2 separate regions of the Mus musculus genome follow, and region 2 is linked to region 1. Evidence: chromatin contacts called from public promoter capture Hi-C data. All regions are on one chromosome and are shown on one strand. The core of a region is the stretch at or near the end of the contact, and the rest is flanking DNA. Distances in the headings are between cores, read along the strand shown.

Region 1 (6,595 bases), core at 525-3,024:
TTTGCTTCTCCTTACCAGTTCCAACAGTTTTTCCTCCAACTCTTTCTTTTCTTCTTCATGTTTTCTGGCTGCTTGCTGCTGACTCTGCTCAGCTTTAAGAGTCACTTCGCCAATACTCTTCTGCAGAAAACTGGCGTTTTCATTGGCCTTTGTAAGCTTGAGCTGGAGTTCTTCCACGGATCTAGAATGAGTTCCAAGATAAAGTGTCAGATCATTCTTTATACATACATGTACATATGCTGTGTGTGTACGTAATCTATTTATGTGTGCACGCATGGTCACTGTGTCTGTATGATGTGTGAGTCCAGGCATGCACACATCACAGCACTGCACATGGAAGTCAGAAGACAACCTTGGGTGCCAGTCCTCATGATCCACCGTGTTAGAAGCAGGGTTCCTCTTTGCTGCTTCATGCTGGGAGACCCATCTCCACCTCCCCTGTCACTGCAGGTCCTTAGGATTACCTAGACTCTGGGGACCTGAACTCTAATTCTCAAGCCTATTCATCACTTTATCTACTGAACCATCATCACTATATCTAGATTTCTTGTGTTTAAAATTGAAGTTATATTAGAAATATATTATAAATAATAATTAAATCAAAGACTGCAAAATTGATGACTATATAATTATACCTGAAATCAAGACAAACTTAAAAATGACTTGCCTGAAAAATAACTTTAACAACTGTGATTGTTCTAAAGATATTTAGGGTAACAACTACTATAGTTGTAAGGATTTATTACTTTATATTAATAGATCCATAAAGGAATATGAATGAGATAAATATATTAGGCCAGGTGTGATGATGCATGCCTTTCATCCCAGCACTTGGGAGTTAGAGGCAGATTAATTTTGTGGAGTTCAAGGTCAGTGTGGTCTATACAACAAGTTCTAAGACAGCCAGAGCAATAGAGAGACCCTATCTCAGATAAATATATAGATATATAGATATAAATAGATAGACAGGCAGGCAGGCAGGCAGGCAGGCAGGCAGGCAGGCAGGCATAGATAGGGCTAACGAGCCGATTCAGTGGTTAAGAGTACTGGCTGCTCTTTCAAAGAACCAAGGTTTGGTTAGCACCCACATGGTGTCTCACAACCATCCAGAATTCTAGTTTGTGGGAATCTGATGCCCTCTTCTGACCTCTGCAGGTACTGCATGCACACAGTGCCCTTAAATAATTGTAGAAAAATCTATACATATAAAATGAAGATAAATCTAAAATTTTTTACTAAAGGTTATTTTCTAATCTAAAAAAGTATTAAGAAAGAAAATTAAGTTTCAAACCTTCAGCAGACTGAGTTACCAAAAGGTTATTTAAATGCCATTTGGGAAAAGAAAACACAAAAGTTTCCATAAGTAATTGTTGCTGAAAGAGAACCAGATGGGTGCTGGTGGGATAGCTCAGTCAGTAAGGTGTTTGCTTTGCAGGCAATGAGGACCTGAGTTCAATCCCCAGAACCTCTATAAAAGCCAAGTGTGGTGGGACGTGCTTATAATCCCAGCACTCGGGAGGCAGAGGCAGGCCGATCCCTGGGGCCCTTCGGCCAGCTAGCCTAGCCTGCTTAAGGAGTTCCAAGCCACCAAGAGACCCTGCCTTTCAAATGGGGGTGGACAGAGATTGAGGAGTGACTCTGGAAGTTGTCCTGCACCTGCACGGACATAACACAGACAAAGAAAAGCATGAGCTCGCGGGAGCGTGGTGACATTAGACATTAGCCCAGAGTCAGGGCCATCAAGGAGTCATCAAGCAGTGCTCAAGCCGGGAGACAGACGGTGCTGGCTCATCGGTCACCTGCACAGGCGGCACCTGGAGGCCTTCGCCTGGTGACCGAGAACTGGGGTATGTGGGTAAAAGGCTGGAGAGCAATACAATTTTATAAGCATTAATATTTTACAAAGTAAAATTCTAATGGTTCCAAAATGTTCTCTAAATCTCTGCCTCATTAATTAAGTATTTGATTTATAATGACTGCTATGGTGGGGGGCAACTTGAACTTCAGAATAAGCTGGGTGTGGTGGCACACACCTTGAATCCCAACACTTAGGAAACAGACAAGAAGATCTTGAGTTCAAGGACAGCCTGGTTGATATAGGGAGTTCCAGGACAGCCAGGACTACATGTCTCAAAAAACAAACTAACAAAAAAGAACCTAAGAATATTAGACATTATAATTGGCAGACCTTAAGATGAAAGAAGTTTTAGCACTAGGACAATCTAAGTAAAAGTAGTAAGGGCCAAGACCAGGCGGCTCAGCTGGGATACCTCAAGTGAGCCTTGGTTCCTTGTCCTTTCAAATAGGAAGCTAGAAAAATATACTCTACATACACACAATAAGCACACAGTAAGCATCAGTGGGTGTTTCCTGCCTCATTGTGTGAAGGAAGCTATAAACATCTCTAAGGTCCTGTAAAAGCTGTTACTGCCATTATTAAACCAGTGCCTTGTCTTTGTCTTTGTAAGTCACTGAGGGGTCTAGAATCCCACTCCACTCCTTCCTTAACTCTGCCATTCTCATCTCAACAAGTTAAGTGGGTGGAGCTCATTTCAGAAGGCCACACAAGGACTGGTGAGCAAGCCTGATGGGTATTTAAAGCCCACAGTGGAATAGTAAAAAGCACATGTGATTGCCCAAACAGCTGATTCAAGGAGGGAGGAACAGAAAGTTGGACTGTAGCTCCAATCTCCAGACATACACACAGAGACACACACACACCGAGAGAGACAGACAGACAGACACACACAGAGACACACACACACCGAGAGAGACAGACACCGAGAGAGACAGACAGACACACACACACAGAGACACACACACACAGAGACACACACATACACACAGAGACACACACAGAGACACACACACACCGAGAGAGACAGACACAGAGAGAGACAGACCGACACACAGAGACAAACACATACACACAGAGACACACACACACCGAGAGAGACAGACAGACAGACACACACAGAGACACACACACACCGAGAGAGACAGACAGACAGACACACACAGAGACACACACACAGACACAAACACTGAGAAAGAGAGACAAGACACAGACACACACACACACACCCTTTTTTTTTTTTTTTTTTTTTTTTGGTTTTTCAAGTTTCTCTGTCCTAGAACTCACTCTGTAGACCAGGCTGGCCTTGAACTCAGAAATTTGCCTGCCTCTGCCTCCCAAGTGCTGGGATTAAAGGCGTGTGCCACCATGCCCGGCCACACACCCCTTAAATTAAGAAAAATCAGAAAATGGGAACACAATGAGAAAAGGAACCAAGAAGCCTTAAAATAGGATGTCTTAGTCAGGGTTTCTATTCCTGCACAAACATCATGACCAAGAAGCAAGTTGGGGAGGAAAGGGTTTATTCAGCTTACACTGCTGTTTATCACCAAAGGAAGTCAGGACTGGAACTCAGGCAGGTCAGGAAGCAGGAGCTGATGCAGAAGCCATGGAGGGATGTTCCTTACTGGCTTGTCTCCCCTGGCTTGCTCAGCCTGCTCTCTTTTTTTTTTTATTATTTTTTTTATAAATTTTTTTAAAAGATTTATTTTATTAATATATGTAAGTACACTGTAGCTGTCTTCAGACACTCCAGAAGAGGGAGTCAGATGTTGTTGCGGATGGTTGTGAGCCACCATGTGGTTGCTGGGATTTGAACTCTGGACCTTCGGAAGAGCAGTCGGGTGCTCTTACCCACTGAACCATCTCACCAGCCCCTCAGCCTGCTCTCTTATAGACCCAAGATTACCAGCCCAGAGATAGCAACCACCCACAAGGGGCCTTTCCCCCTTGATCACTAATTGAGAAAATGCTTTACAGCTGGATTTCATGGAGGCATTTCCTCAACTGAAGCTCCTTTCTCTGTGATAACTCCAGCTGTGTCAAGTTGACACAAAACTAGCCAGTACACAGGACAACCTTGTTTTCCTGGGTTGGTTTGTTTTGTTTTTAAGACAGGGTTTCACTAGACATACTTCTAGGCCTTGGCTGGCCTAGAACTCACTTTATAGACCAGACTGAAATCCACCTGCTCTCCTCCCAAGTGCTGGGATTGTGCCCATCCAGCAGCCCTGTGCTGTTAATCCCCTATCAAGGCCTTATTGCTGAGCCCACTCCACAACAGGCTGATCGGACATACCTTTCCTTCAGACGTAATTCATCATTCATCTTTGTCAGCTGAGAAGAGTTATCTCCTGACATCTTCATTATTTCTGCAATGTCGTTTTCTAATTTTTCCTTTGCCTTTACCAGCTGATCTTCTCGATCATCCTTCTCTTTAAATTTTGCCTCCATGTCTGAATATACAGAAAATAAAAAGCACTGTTGTGTTAAGAGCACACACACATATATACACATATATACATATATATATACACACACACACATATATAGAATGCATCCTTACTCTAGAGATTTCTAGAGATGTTTGCAGACAGCCATCTCTGCCTGCATGGAAATCACATTCTAGCAGAGACAGATTATAAACTGAATAAAGAAAAACGATGTAATAGGAAGAGGTGGTGCTAAGAGGAAACCTGGAGGTAGAGAAAAGACATTGATAAAAGGAAGGAGTAACATATTATATGAAACTCTGAATTGGTGACATTTAAGAAAAGACCTGAAGGAAGCAAGTCAAAGCCCCCAGGTGGGCCTGACACGTCCTATAAAAGCTGAGTGCCGTGGGTAAGGGCCAGAAAGTCTGAGACGAACACCTAGAAACATGGAGTTTGATGGACAAGCACTAGGGCTTCTTCTAATGAGTGCGATGGGAGGAAGAGAAGTCACTTGAGCCCACTCTGGCCAGGGTTGAGAAGAACAAAAGGCCAAGGGCAGAGGTGAGGAGCAAGGGGTCAGCTGTGCACTGCCCTGTGTGAGCCACTGTGTAAGGAGAGCAGCGGCAGCAGCGATGGGCCATGCTGGCCTTTTGTAAAGCAGAGAAAAGAAGACACGCACCAGGTTACATATCTCAAACGAGTATCACGCCGCCCGCGTGGGGCGCTGTCTGCCTGGCAGATCTGTTACTGTAACATGAATGAACTCTCTCCTCCCAGGCACCCTGCTGCATGTAATGGCTAGTCACCAGTTCACACGGCCTTACCTGTTAAATTTTCTCTCAACTTCTCCAGTTCAGACGACAACACGTTAAACTGTTCCTCCTTTTGGTGCAGTTTATTTACGGTATCTATTAGGATAAAGTTAAAAGCTTACTGTATATATTTCACATTTAATAAGGCCACCTAGAACTTGGCTGCCTTTCCTAGGCATTTCTTTTCTCCTCAGTCAAAACCCAATGCTTATCAATAGCAAGAGTGTAGATACGATCATTCTTTCACAGGAATATGCAGATTTTAATATGGATCAAGCCTTAGGTCAAAAGGAGAAATAACTATTTTTGGAGTTTGAAGCTCAGGAAACCAATGGAATGCGGTTTTTCTGTGCATTCTACAACTTCCAAAATTATGACATTAGACTACGTTATGCACACCCAAAGCCAGCCCCTAGCCCCACTAATGACCTATCCTAAAACTTTCTGCTCGTACTTCAGTGAGACATACCTTGCATCCTTGTCTGAGCAGAGACCGCCTCCTCTGAAGTACTGGCAAACTTTTCTTTCTAGAGAAAAAGAACCAGATATTCATGATACCAGGACTTTAGGGGACAAAGACTAAACGTGCATATCAGTTACAATGCTACATGCATCTTGTACCTAGCTTCATTAAGACTCACGTGCATTCTACACATGTACATGCACACGAGTGAGGTTTGCACTGTGTGTGCATGTATATCTGTACCCAATTGTACATCCAGGCACATATATCTAAGTCTATACATTCACATTTATACGTGTGTTGCAGGAACATGCTTGTCATAATCAACCCTCTAAGAGCTGCCTTTTTCTCTGAAACCTGCCAGAGGTTTTGGGATGTGGCTCAGTGGTAGAGTTCTTGCCTAGCAAGGGCAAAGCCCTAGGTTGAATCCCCAGTACAAGAAGAAGAGGAAGAAAAAAGAAAAAAAAGAAAAAGAAACAGGAAAAGGAAAACAAAGAAATCTGCCTGAACAATAAGTAGAGTTCTGTTTTTCCCCTCATAGTAACCAGAAAAACCAGAACGAACCTCAAGCCTAATATCTGCATCAGCAATGTTTTAGGCAGAACCGCTCCATCTGTCACCTTCTACTTAAGGTCTGTTCTCAACGTGGCAACAAACTAAGATAAAGGAGCTCTCCTGGTTTCCCTGAGATAGATTTTGAGGTGGCATTAACAGAGATCTTTTTAAAGATTTATTTGACTTTATGTGTATGGGTGTTTTGCCTGCATGTCTGCCTATACACTGTATGTGTGCCTGTGCAATGTATACATGCATGCGCAATGCATACATGCCTGGTGCACACGCAGGACATCAGATACACAGAAATGGATGTCAGATCTCCTGGAACTGGAGTTACCAACGGTTGTGAGGCACCACGTGGGTGCTGTGAACAGAAACCCAGATCCTCTGCAAGTGCAGCCAGTGCTCTTAGCCACTGAGCTATCCTGCCAGCATCCCCAGGAGAGTTGTTGTTTTTTTTTTTTTTTGAATG
Region 2 (6,547 bases), core at 1,088-3,587, 190 kb after region 1:
GTAAGGGTCTAACTGTGTCCGTGACAGGCAGAACCTACATCGGAGTCATCTCCTTGGTGGTCTCTTGGGGTTCATAAATGCTTCCAGGCTCAACATAGGTAGTTATACTGATCTAAAACTTGGGAATCTCTGCCCCAGCCTCCCCAGTGCTGAGATGACAGCCAAGCAGTACCAAGCCAGGCTTCCCTCCCAGCCCTCCAGATAGGGTTTCTTTTTGTAGGCCTGGCTGTCCTAGGACAGAGACCCTCCTGCCCCTGCCCCTGCCTCCTGGGCCCTGAGATTAAAGGCATTAAAGGCCACTACAGCAGGCTTCTTGCTTAGACTTCTAAGGGTAGGTGCACCATACCAGCTCATATACAGTTCCTGGCCTACTTAACGGAGCCAGTTATGTGGTGAGCCTTCCAAGCAATGCAGACAGTGACAGAAGACATCTCCAAAGCACTGAGACATCAGGACTTCTGTCTTTTCCATCTGAAGGCCCTGTCTCCTCCAGCTTGTCTAATCCTTCCAGGCCTAGGGCTAGAATCTAAAAGGAATCACTTACAAGGTCCTCCTGGGTCCCGGGAGAACAGGTTTTCCCGTGTGTGACACTCACTGTGCTGTAAGCTGTGGTCAGTGTCAGTTTCATCAGTAATACTGGAAGGCTGAGTGGCTATGGTACAGAGGAGAACGCTGGAAGGCAGCATTTGATCTGCACATTATCCTCTTTAGCTGTAAAGGCAGCTCACAACCATCTGTGACTCCAGTTCCAGGGGATCGCTTGTTCTCTTCTGGCCTCTGCAAGCACCAGGCACACATATGGTATACAGTCACACAAGCAGGCAAAGCATGCATACACATAAATCAAATAAACAAAATTTCAGAATAAGAGAGACTAAACCTCCTTTGAAAGGGAAAACAAAAGTGCCAATGGCCCGTATCTTCCTGGCTGACATCTAGGATGTTGTCATTTACTGTGGGCAGAAACATAGCTCCATTGTATTAGGAATCTATCTCTGAGTTTAAAAAAATGTCTTTCTTTTTTTTTCCCCTCCAGAGTCGTGTATCTCCTCCAGGCTCGTCCTGTTGATTATTGTTCGAGAATGCTGTTTGTATTTGCCACTTCAGCTACAAGTGTAAGCTCTAGAGACTCAACCTATGGCCATCTCTGCTTGGCATTTTCTCCGTGTGCATTTCTCACTTCTGGCTTCATAAACACAATTCAGATGACACGCTCACCAACACAGTTCTGGGTGATGTTATCCCATACTCCGGGATCTCTCAGTATACCACGCTCCAGTTAGCACTCCGGCCGCAGCATCTGCTCGGCAGGTCACATGATGCACCTGAGGTAGCTCTCAAAGGTGCACTTTGTTCATCGTGATTAACTTCCCTGAGCAGTCAGCACTCCTGATACCAAGCCACTATACAAACCGACCCTGGGAAGAAGCTCTACCAACCTCGTGACCCTGTGTGACCTGCTTCGGCCCTACTCACCCCCCAGCCTCTCTACCCGTGTGAAACTGCAGCCTCGGGGAGGGGACACACAAACTCATGAGTCTTCAGGAATTTTCCTATAGCGACTCTGTTGGTAGTTTTGATGTTGAGAAGAGTGTTAGAGTGTTTCTTTCTTTCTTTTTTTTTTTTTTTTTTTTTTTTTTTTTGAGACACAGTCTGGCTTAGACTGTAGCCTCGATTGATCTCAAAGTCTTGGAAACTCTTGGCGCTTCTCTTGCCTCAGTCTCCTTAGTACTAATAGCAAATGTGAACTATTATACCCAGCTAACAATAGCTTGTGAAGCGAAGCAGCTAGATTAATAGAAGGTGAGGAACCATGCGTACATGGTCCTCAGAAGGACGAGAGGAAAATCTGAGATACTGGATGTAAGCTCACCACGGTTCCTGATTGGAGTCTGTCCTTTAGTCGTTCTTTTTTTGTTTGTTTTGTTTGTTTTTCGGTTTTCCGAGACAGGGTTTCTCTGTATAGCCCTGGCTGTCCTGGAACTCACTCTGTAGACCAGGCTGGCCTTGAAAACTCAGAAATCCACCTGCCTCTGCCTCCCAAGTGCTGGGATTAAAGGTGTGCGCCACCACTGCCCGGCTAAATTTAATTTTCTTAATCCCTCGACTCCTGTACACATCATGTTAATGAACCATCTCTGAATACATGTCGTCGTTAATTGCTGACGATACATTCACTAATACTCTTCTTGACAACATGGACAGTTCACTTACAGGCAGTAAGTGAAAGCAGGAGGAAAGTGAAAGCAGCTCCTGCAGGGCCATTGAAGCAACACCAGTGCTACTTAAAGACACTAAAGGGCGGGCGTGGTGCTGCACGCCCTTAATCCCAGCATGCGGGAGGCGGAGGCAGGCGGATTTCTGAGTTCAAGGCCAGCCTGGTCTACAGAGTGAGTTCCAGGACAGCCAGGGCTACACAGAGAAACCCTGTCTTGAAACCCATGCCCCCCAAAAAAAGAGAGAGAGAAAATTAAACTTTATTGCATTTCAAGGGGAAGCTCTCTTTGGTTTCCAGTGCTGGCCACGGCTGGGAGCAGCTGGGAGTCGCTGCCTTGGTTCTGTCCACAGTCTTAGCCATCACTGCATTAGCACCAGTAATGCAAAGAACAAGGGGGTCTCTGGAGTTCCTTCCAGGGTCGAGTTAGTGTTGAGCTGCTTGCTCAGCTCTGTGCTGGTTAACAGCAGAGATAATTGAGCTCAAGTAAAGTGGAAAAATAACCAAGGGAATGGATGTATTTACTGCCTAAGTTGAAGTCAGTTGCCTGGCTGAGGCTGCAGTGTACAGCTTGACTCTCCAAGCCTCTTGTTTTACAGACACTGGGCATGCGCCAGCTAACGTTTGCCCACAAAGCACGAGCTCTGCAGTGTCTCCTCTATTTGGCTGACAAGGAAACAATTGAATCTCTCTTCAAAAAGCCCATTAAAGAAATGAAGTAAGTAGAGCTTGATGTATTGTTTTAGAAGGAAGTAAACAGACTTCATCTGCTTATATCTGAGCCATAACTTTTGAGCCCTTGATTGAATTATGTGGGTGCTTACCGGTTGCTATGTAAATGCAGGCCCATTATCTTGATTGTTGATATTTTAGCAAAGGCAAAGCAGGCCTATAAGAACATCTTAGCAACATTTGGAAGTTGACTGTTTCCTTGTTCAAATTGATTTCTATTTAAGCTGCATCCTCTGAAGATACCTGCAGCCTAAATGGACAAGAAACAACAAGCTAGCCCCCTGTACCCTGCAGTAGTTTTGGTTTTAGATTTAAATGTGAGCCACAAGAACGATCCTTACAAAGACCTCTGTTTTCCAGATCCTATCTGAAATGTATAACTTTCCTGGCATCATTTGAGACATTGAATATTCCCATCACATATGAATTATTCTGCAACAGTCCCAAAGAAGGCATGATTAAGGGCTTGTGGAAGAACCACAGCCACGAACCTATGGTATGTAGTCCCTGGCCGTGGCGCTCCTGTCTTTACCTATGCAGTGTGTGTCACCCAGTCACCCAGCCCCCCAGATGCCCAAAGATCTTTTACCCCCAGTAGGTCTAATGCCCTAGACCTTTCTGTAGGTTTGCATCCCACTATATGGAATGGTAAGACAATATGGTCAGTCCTTTCCATTCTTAGAGTACACAGGTTAGTCATGCTTGCGAGCAAGAAGGCACTGTCGTACTTCCTTCCAAGGCCCACTCTAGAGGGAGAGGTCCCCTTCTCTCGTGCTTAGTTGCCTTTGGGAGACCGGTCACTGATGCCGTTGGAGCTGGGACAGGTATGAGGCCAGCAGGCATCCTGGGTTTTTATTATTATTATTATTGTTATTGTTGTTATTGTTGTTATTATTGTTATTGTTGAATTAGGAGCTGAAAACAGTGCATTAGACATTTATAGGTTATTGTCCGTATGTTTTATGAAGGTACCCTGCCTTCTTAAAAGGCTGATTGGACTGACTTACTGACGTCTCAAAGCAATGTGATGTTATTGTTTTCTTGTCTGGTGGTTTGGCTTTTAGGCAGTACGATTGGTTGCAGAGCTTTGCTTAGAATACAAAATCTATGACCTGCAGCTTTGGAATGGGCTCTTGCAGAAGCTTCTGGGCTTCAACATGGTAAGGCTTGGGTCTTCCCGATGCACAACATCCTAACATTACTAAGCTAACACCGGCTAGCTATGTATATTGATGCAAACATCTGCTCTTGGGCTCCTGCCAGACTATTAGAGAAAGTCAAACTCAGAATGATCTTGAGGGGCTGGGAACGTAGCTCGAGTGGCTGCCTGACTAGCAGCTTAAAGCCCAGCATCACAGAAACTGAACGTGGGGTCCAGAGTCAGTAATCCCAGCAGTCAAGGAGTAGAGGCAAGAGAATCACAGATTTGAGGGGTGCTCATTTGCATATCTAGTTCAAAGCCATCCTGGGCGACATGAGACCCTGACTCAAAAAGAAAAAGAAGTTAAAGTGCTGTACACCTGCAATCCCAGCTCTGCTGTGATCGCCCAAGAATTTAAGGCCAGCCTGGGCTGTGGCTGAGGCCCCGCCTCAAAAATGGGTTTTAAAACAGGCTAATACTTTGTGTTGGCACATTGAAATTTAGTACTTTGGGAGTCTTTCATTTTGGAATTTCCCTTTTACAGATTCCTTACCTGAGGAAAGTGTTATCCTGCATTTCTAGCATCCATTCGTTATGGCAGGTATGTCCTTTCTCTTTAAGGTACACGTCATCGAGTTTAATCTCTGAGCTAGGTCGTCTAAGGGTGCCCTGTGTCAAGCCATCAGCTTCTTCCTTAGTGACACGGACGGTGTAGGATGGCGTTCCGGTGGCCTCAGCTGCTGCTTTGCCTGGTTAGGGCTCTGCTTTCTGAGTTCCCCAGGCTGCATGAGTCACCTGGCACTGCTCTAGCATTTGTCACAGTGCCATTGATTCTACTTAAGTGTTGGTAGGACCGCACCCTCATAGACCTTACTGATCTTGAAAGTTGGGGTCTTTCTCTGTTTTATCGTGTTTAGTCTCATGAGTTGTGCACCTCATAATCATCGTACAGAACTCGATCATTTAGGGAGCCAGTGAGATGGCTCAGTGGGAGAGGCGCTTGCCACCAAGCCTCACAACTTGAGTTCAAATCCTGGGTCCACTTGGTAGAAGGAGAGAAACAACACCCCCAGGTTGTCCTGTGACTAGTGTATATACACTCCCTTGCACATGTACACACCTTTTCAAAAAGAAGTAGGTAATTTATTCTCAGTTTACTAAAACAGCATGAGAATATTTTAAGTAAAACAAAAAATTCTCCTTCACTTCTCCTTCGAGACTCGCTTTCCTATTACACAAACATTGGGTGTATGTACTCATAAGTGCATTTTATGTTCTTAAAACAGTGTTTAAAGTGCTATTTTTCTTCAGTTATGTGTATGTGTGTCTGGGTGTGTGCACAATGAGTGCCATGCCCGAGCAGGGCAGAAAAGGGTGTGAGATCCCCTAGGACTAGATAAAGGCCGTTTGAGCTGCCTGACGTGGGGCGGGCACTGAGCTCTGTCCCCTGCTTAAGCTCATGACCATGGAGTTATAGCTCTAGCTTTAAAGGTGCTGTTTCCATGTGACAGGCCCAGCTGGGTGACTGTCTGGTCCAGGACACGTAGGTCTAGCATTGTTTACTAAGGTAGCATCCTTTTCAAGGGTTTATCATTATGTGGCTTTACTACATTTATGGACTTGAACAGCCATCACGATTAGCTAGTATGACACTGTTGTCCTCTCTTCAGAAGGAAACCTCGGAGCTGGATCTGGGTCTTGAGGTAGCATACATGAGGCCAGTCCCCAGAACTGCCAGAAGAAGGAAAAGGTCCCCCATATCTGGCAGCCATCTTCCCCTCCTCCTTGACCCCAGTGACTCCTCATTTTTCTTGGCTTTCTCTGTCTTAGACATTTCACATCTGATGGCTCACATGATGAGCTCCATGTCTGGCTCCTCTCCTGTAACCTCAACGCTACGTTGTGTCTTTTTTGTTCTTCATTTCTTCTATCACCTGTAATAATAACAGACCCTTGATTTCCGTGAGGGCTACCCTAGGATCCCAGCACCCCTCAGCATGCCTCAGCTTTTTTTGTTTTGTTTTGTTTTGTATGTTTTTTGTTTTTCGAGACAGAGTTTCTCTGTGTAGCCCTGGCTGTCCTGGAACTCTCTCTGTAGACCAGGCTGGCCTGGAACTCAGAAATCTGCCTGTGTCTGCCTCCCAAGTGCTGGGATTAAAGGCATGCGCCATCACTGCCCTGTGCGCCGTGATTTTTGCTCTAGTCCCATATATGAAAAGGTGTGCTGTTTGAATGCAACATACCTACTTCCATTTTTATTGCATTTTTACATAATTAGTGTGTGTGTATGTGTGTATGTGCATGCACATGTGCCATATTTTGTGAGTAGCAGTCAGAAGGGAACTTACAGGAGTCAGTTCTCAGCTTCTACCATACAGGCCCCTCAGGCCAAACTTAGCTCAGCGCTTGGCCACCAGTACTGTCACCCAGTGAGCCAGCTGGCCAGCGTATTTTAAGTC

Evidence for each region. Capture Hi-C pulls out chosen DNA fragments and counts their contacts.
Region 2: a contact with region 1 is called in a promoter capture Hi-C map of pancreatic islet. The contact joins two enhancer-like sites. A contact is called at or near these places in 5 of 484 Hi-C or Micro-C datasets (3T3-L1-derived adipocytes, the P5424 cell line, brown adipocytes and 2 more), 1 of 115 datasets of contacts at active chromatin or transcription factors (pancreatic cancer cells) and 3 of 9 other capture datasets (adipose tissue, liver and pancreatic islet).

Annotation. Positions count from the first base shown.
Region 1 is chr5:123,617,642-123,624,236 of GRCm38.p6, forward strand. Clip1 (CAP-GLY domain containing linker protein 1) reads right to left here. Exons shown (of 24, transcript NM_019765.5): 11 at 5,572-5,629; 12 at 5,115-5,198; 13 at 4,155-4,311; 14 at 16-181. Among named protein-coding and RNA genes, the nearest start is that of Vps33a, 48 kb to the left of the region's middle. Within about 2 kb of position 1,775, at least 13 of the 459 cell types and tissues checked have an H3K27ac peak or open chromatin away from gene starts, as enhancers often do. A contact at or near this core is called in pancreatic islet, where this site is marked.
Region 2 is chr5:123,807,999-123,814,545 of GRCm38.p6, forward strand. It overlaps Kntc1 (kinetochore associated 1), which reads left to right. Exons shown (of 64, transcript NM_001042421.1): 53 at 1,037-1,115; 54 at 2,815-2,933; 55 at 3,308-3,443; 56 at 4,012-4,107; 57 at 4,633-4,689. Among named protein-coding and RNA genes, the nearest start is that of Hcar2, 54 kb to the right of the region's middle. Within about 2 kb of position 2,338, at least 15 of the 459 cell types and tissues checked have an H3K27ac peak or open chromatin away from gene starts, as enhancers often do. A contact at or near this core is called in pancreatic islet, where this site is marked.